2 separate regions of the Mus musculus genome follow, and region 1 is linked to region 2. Evidence: chromatin contacts called from public HiChIP or PLAC-seq data. All regions are on one chromosome and are shown on one strand. The core of a region is the stretch at or near the end of the contact, and the rest is flanking DNA. Distances in the headings are between cores, read along the strand shown.

The links. HiChIP or PLAC-seq counts read pairs in DNA pulled down with a chosen protein or histone mark.
Region 1: a contact with region 2 is called in a BATF HiChIP or PLAC-seq map of CD8 T cells, with 7 read pairs. The contact joins two enhancer-like sites. A contact is called at or near these places in 4 of 39 promoter capture datasets (cranial neural crest, liver, pre-B cells and 1 more), 1 of 115 datasets of contacts at active chromatin or transcription factors (CD8 T cells) and 1 of 9 other capture datasets (adipose tissue).

The regions. Positions count from the first base shown.
Region 1 is chr2:45,015,605-45,018,852 of GRCm38.p6, forward strand. Zeb2 (zinc finger E-box binding homeobox 2) reads right to left here. Exons shown (of 10, transcript NM_015753.4): 4 at 1,793-1,864. Among named protein-coding and RNA genes, the nearest start is that of Mir5129, 5.9 kb to the right of the region's middle. Within about 2 kb of position 1,772, at least 26 of the 459 cell types and tissues checked have an H3K27ac peak or open chromatin away from gene starts, as enhancers often do. A contact at or near this core is called in CD8 T cells, where this site is marked.
Region 2 is chr2:44,884,815-44,888,173 of GRCm38.p6, forward strand. The region is part of intron 1 of Gtdc1 (glycosyltransferase-like domain containing 1); the gene reads right to left. Among named protein-coding and RNA genes, the nearest start is that of Gtdc1, 41 kb to the right of the region's middle. Within about 2 kb of position 1,922, at least 8 of the 459 cell types and tissues checked have an H3K27ac peak or open chromatin away from gene starts, as enhancers often do. A contact at or near this core is called in CD8 T cells, where this site is marked.

The DNA.
Region 1 (3,248 bases), core at 522-3,021, 130 kb after region 2:
ATCATCTTTTCATGTAAATTGGGCATCTCTCCCAAATTAAATAATAATTATGACTTAGTCTTCCTGGCCATCATCTCCGTCACATGCACACAACAGGGACTATATTGAAAACACTCAATGACTATGTATTGATTTCTTTATTGACTGCATGCATATGAAGTCTAAGAATCACTGAGTATTAGGAGACAGGGGATCTTAAAGCCTGGTGAAAGGGTGTTCAAAATTGATTTGCAAACCTCCTGGACCTGAGTACTTTTTGTTAACCTCATGTTAGACTCAGGTATATACAATGGATGCTAAATTGTCACTTTATCACACTGTCAGTGATCAGGAAGGAAATGAAATCAGCTTTTATGAATGCTTGCTTGAAGCTGAGACATTTTTCTTCAAGGGAACCTGAGGCCATCTTGAAGCTCACAAACTGGGAGGTTTTGGAGAGTCCTTAATTTAGGGTACATTGTTATATTTTAAACAAAACCATTTCGCTTTTGTTTCTATTTTTATAGAAACAGTATCCCAGCAACATAGAATATTAAAACTAGAAGCATTCTGAGCAGTCAGCTAGCTCAACATATGCATTTTACAGATATAGAAACTGAGTTCCCAAGAGACTAATTGATTTGCCTAAGGTTGTAATCTAGGTATTGTTGAAGCTGCATCTAGAAATTAGAATTATCAGTGCTCTAGTCCACAGTTTCTCTAAGCCCATATGGTTGTATACTTTTAGTTTTGTACTCAATTTGACATTACTCAAATGAGTAAGTCAGGAGTTTTTAGAAAATTGTTTCACTTACTTTATACCCAAGACAGTGAACCCATATCTCTTAAGTAGTTAATAAACATATTTATAGACAGCATGAACAGTATATTATGATGCATATTGACTTAAGGGAAATGTGAATGTCATCTTAATTAAATATACTTCTGAAGCCATTTTAAAGTGCACACTTTTTTCATTGGCACGCTGAATGGAGACAGTTATGTGATTTTTGTTCTTGTCTTATTTTAGGGAATGACTTTGTATTGGGGACTGTGCTAACATTTGTAATGGTGTTACAATGGTGTGGAGGATTGTTTGAAACATGAAGGTAGTGCCATACAGAAAAGGATACACACAGAGTGAATCTATGTCACCTTGTGCTGTGAGAAGAGATGCTGTTTGGGGGCGAACATGGAATGCCACCCTTAACCAGCCACAGCAGAGCCAAGGAAAACACTGCCTACTGTGTCCTGAGTGGTTATTCATCAGTTTTATTTAATTCTTGTTTAAAAGTCTGTCTGAGAAATATTACTTGATACCTCTAGTAGACGCAGAGATTTAAAAGTGAAGAGAGAATCTGAGAGAAGTTAAGTGATAAAATTTTTTAAGGAATTTATGGAAATGTGGATTTGGGAAAGGTACTTTTCAATTTGTACTTCATCATATCACTTGAATTCTCAATGACAGATATCAAGTAGTAGCTAAGGCCAGCATATTATATTATGATATAAAAATTATGTTTAAAGTAAAAGCTAAAACTAGAAAGCCATACAAATCATGCTGTAAGAATGTCCATTCATAAAACTCAAAATTCCCGAGCTATAGAGGTGAGTTAGGGTATAAGAATGGAAGACAAAGTTGCTTAATAAAATAAGAGATATGGCAAATTCAAAATTGAAACAAAACTAGACCTGTGAAGTCTAACTTCTTGTTAATCATGGAGGTGCAAATGGATGTGTCTGTGTTTTATCAGATTCAGGAAAACCACATGACACAGAACAAACATGATGTTGCTATGTGAACGTAACTTACCTGTACCATTGTTAATTGTGGTCTGGATCGTGGCTTCTGGCCCCATTGCATCATAATCTTCCTTCATTTCTTCTGTGGGGGAAAATTATCTTTAGCATTTGAAAATTACAGAAAGGCTTACTATTCTAAGCATGCCAAACATAGGAACAAGGAGGAGTCTTTGAAGGGAAACAGTGAGGCTTGTTGTAAAACTCTAAACAAAAGCTTTGTTCAGGCATCTGAATGAATTCAACAGTGCAGGCTGCACAAGAACTTATTTACTTTAAGCGTTACTGCAAGCTGTGAAAAACAGAGGTGCTTATTTGAAGCAAACGAAGGGCTTTTCTTCTGGTGGCAGTTCTAGTGACAAACAGGGGGGAGATGTTATTTTTTTCAATAAGATTGAGTCAAAAGTGACGAAGTATTTGAACTTATGAAGAGACACAGTAGCTGCTGTCTCTGGGTGCTTCATGGCAAGCCAGAATATCTCATTTTGCTTTCATGTTCTTTCTGCTTGGTATAGCTATGATGGAGTTAGTATAGGCTGGTATCCTTTTAAGAAAACCCCCAATTCTGCTGGGCAGTGGTAGTGTACGCCTTTAATCCCAGCACTTGGGAGGCAGAGGCAGGCAGATTTCTGAGTTCGAGGCCAGCCTGGTCTATAGAGTAAGTTCTAGGACAGCCAGGGCTACACAGAGAAACCCTGTCTCGAAAAAGAAAAAAAGAAAAGAAAATCCCAATTCTGCATATCATAACTTGGAATACTTAGATTTTACAAACTAACATCTCAGATGTATTAAAAATAACCATTGACTGTTTTACATAAATTTCTAAAGTCTATTTCTCATACCTCCCCATTTCTATAAATAGCTTTTTGTTTTGAGCATTTATGCCTCCACAGGCAATCATATTCATTTCCTGATGAAAAAATAGAGAGAAAACAGTAGCTCAATGTTTTAATTAAGATGAAAATATGTAATGTTGAAGGTGGAAATTCATGAATGATTAAGGGCCATTTTTGAAAATGGTAATACTCTCAAATAAGGGAGAAAAATGGGAATTTTCTCTGTGTACTATATTATAGAGTATGTGGGAAGGCAGAGCAAGGCAGCCTGCCAGTTAAAAATATTTCAAATAAACAAACATAACATGGACTCTCAGAAACTGTAGCTGTACAGTACAATACTAATGAGAGCAGACCATGATCCGAGGCGAGGATTTCTGTACTGTAATCCTTTTACTTAGAACACCAGGAACTGTGAGTCGAACTCTTTCTCAGATGTATCCTGATCATTTTTTTGTTTATCACATAATACACTGCTGTGGTTGGTGGAAAAACAGTGGCTAGAAAACGTTATAGCAAAATTGAATCTATCTGTATATAGAATCAAAGCTGAAAGAGCACATTCCTATCAGATACACACACACACACACACACACACACACACACACACACAGAGAGAGAGAGAGAGAGAGA
Region 2 (3,359 bases), core at 672-3,171:
AAGCTAATAATTCAAAAATATATGAAGAACCAAAACCACAATATATCAATAACATTAAAATGTATTTTTCTTTGGACTTCTCTAGTTTACTAAATTTTCTAAAGTAAGCAATGCCCTTGTAAACAATAATACAAGTGAAAGTCATGTTTATTACAGCCCACAGTTCCATGGTAACAAACTGTCCATAATGTGGAAAGCCATGGTGGCCAGACTTGAGGCAGCTGATCACACAGCATAGGCAATCAGAAAGCAGAGGCAGAGACATGCACGTTCATTCAGCTCTAGCTCTGCTTAGTGCATTCCAGGACTGCAGCCCCCAGACTGGTACCACTCAGACTTAGGATGGCTCTAGACCATTCCTCAGACATGTCCACAATGAGCTTAAATTCTATCAAGCTGACAATGAAGACTCACCATCACAAAATGCATGTGGTCACACAAGCTTATAATCTCAATTCTTAGTAATTAAAGCAGGAGGATCTTCTAGAAGTTCAAGACTAGACTCAGATATTCGTGGAGCTCAAGGCCAACCTAGGCTATACAAAACCCTTAATCAAAGAAGGTATGTTCCTGGATTGTTCTCATCAAGTAATTCATACTCATTGTGTATAGTGTGTGTGTATGTGTGTGTGTGTGTGTGTGTGTGTGTGTGTGTGTGTGTGTGTTGTGTGTGTGTCTGTGTCTGTCTGTGTCTGCTGTCTGTGGTCTGTGTGTGTCTGTGTCCTTCTGCCAGTCTCAGTGCAACTGTGGAAGTCAGAGACTATATGCAGGAGCAGGTTCTCTCATTCTAACACTACGTACCATCTATAACACTGAACTCGAGCATCCCATAGATCAGACGGCAGCAGTAGGAAATATCAAAGAAAGATATCTAAATAAAGCAAATGGGAGACTAAGAAGGGAAAAGTTGGGGACTAGAAAACTACATTACAGTCATAAATGAGTCAACAAAAGAAAAAGGAAAAACCAAAATGAAATGGAAAAAAGAAAAGATGTACAAGAGATGAGATGGTTATACTGAGAATTGAATCCAGACCTTTGAACATGCTAAGCATATTCTTGTACAATAAAACAGAATAAAACAGAAAATGGATGAAAGATGAGAACAGAAGAAATGTTTTCTTTGAAGGGGGATGCTCTTAAAGTACTATCTTCTACAAAAACAAGATTCAAAACAATTAAGACTAGAACATATTGAGGTTATGGGATTTAAGAGGAAGTGAAAATGATGTAGGCATCCAGGAAGGACAAAAACTGAAATTTGGTGTTATATTATTTTCCTAATGCAGTAAGTAGTAAACACTATCCAGACATGGTAGAGAAATGTACTCAGCATGTATTCAGAAAAAATAAAATCTAGTTATTACACAGCCAGTGCTGGGCAGTGGTGGTGCACATCTTTAATCCCAGCACTTGGGAGGCAGAGGCAGGCAGATTTCTGAGTTCGAGGCCAGCCTGGTCTACAGAGTGAGTTCCAGGACATCCAGGGCTACACAGAGAAACCCTGTCTTAAAACACCAAAAAATAGCCAGCCAAATTAAGTACAGTCTCAAAGCAATCTACAATGCCTTGTTTAAGACTTTTTATTAACTCTCTGTGAGTTTCACATCATGCACCCCAGGCCTGCTCATCTCCCCATCCCCTCATATCCACCCATGGTTCTTTCAACCTCCCCACCAAAATAAAAAACATACAAACAAACAAACAAACAAACAAACAAAATCTTATTGTGGAAGCTGTTGTGCATCGCAGTGTGTCCCAGTGTTCCCCTCTGCCCAGTCACTGGAAATAAACTGAAAATCACAAAGATTCATATACACACCTAACTAATCATTTCCAAGAACATGCATGGTCTACTTATGAGAAGGGCTCAGTTCCAGAAGGTCCAGCTCATCAGGTATCTAAAAGGTGTAAAATGAAACACCAGACTCTGAACGGGGATGACTCAACCAAAGAAAGGTCAGTCACTAACATCAACGGGCAGCCACACACATGTCACTTTGCACAGCATTGTAAAACATGCCTTTCATGGTTATACCACAATGTATAGCATATAATTTGTGACTTCATTCTTTCGTATATACAGTATTTCTTCTCCTGGAATGCCCTCCACCTACTCTTCTCAGTCTTTAGACCTCCCCCCACCTCCTCCTTTAAGGCTACAGCTTAAATGTCAATTACTCTGTCCTATCTTTTCCAATCATTCAGGTAAAATTAATCATATCCTGAGTGCTGCCAAAGCTATTTGTGTACACCTACCCAAGTACTCTGAATAAGAGTGGGGAAACTCATTCGGCTCCTCCCACAACTGTTTAGCTCCCAACCAAGCCTATTTATTCATCTACATCAACTCCTTCAAAGCATGCTGTATGCTCTAAGTATGTACAAGAATGAGATAAAGAGATGGCTGGGTTTGAGTAAAGAAACTAAAGTGAAATAATTTAATAGAGGGAAAAACACCCAAAATTAAGAAAAGAAGTCTAGAAAAGGCCTGTGTGAGATGGAAACAAGATCAAAAGCAATGAGCTCACTGGGAGAGGTAGCAGGGGGAAAGTAATGAGGGTCCTAAGAAGATAATAATAAGGCCAAGGGAAAACCACAGTCAGTTCTTAGAAGAGTAACACAAAAAATTGATAAGAGACAGATTGTGGTTGTAAAATAACCATAGCTAACAGCCAAGTTTGAATATTCACTTCAATTCCTTTTCTATAAAATGTCCCTACCTATAGAAATAGCTCAGTAGTAGTTTGAGGAATAAACAGTATCAGATGCAAATGTCTTCAACATGGTAATGATCCATAGTACCTATTTCTATGATTGGTCTTAGTAACATGAACCTGGACATATCAGATGAGTTACAGAAGCTGGAGTGCTTTTTAATACATAATTCTCTTGTTTGGGCCCTATGCACAGTCTCACTTTGGTTTTCGTAATGGCTCCCCTGTTAACCAAGCAAATCAGTTCTAACAAGTCACTTCTCTCAAAACCTAATTTCTAACCTACAGAGTAGAATAAGAAACTCAATTCTCCCTGTTTGATGAATATATTGTTCCAATTATTTTAAATAGAAAACAATGAAAATATTTCACAAATAACTTAAGGAAGCAAAGGAAATAAAGAACACAGGATAACTTCTAAGAAGTATTTCCATAAAAAGATTCAAGAACATTATGATCTGAAGTGATGGTTCAGCAGTTAAGAGTAGCATCTATTCCTGTAAAGGACTCCCAGAACCAAATGGCAACTAACAAGCATAATTCTAGTCTCAGGGGATCCAATTTTCTCTTCTGGCCTCTACATAAATGTAAATATACATGCACGCAAAACAATCAGATAGATGGATGGATGGATGGATGGAT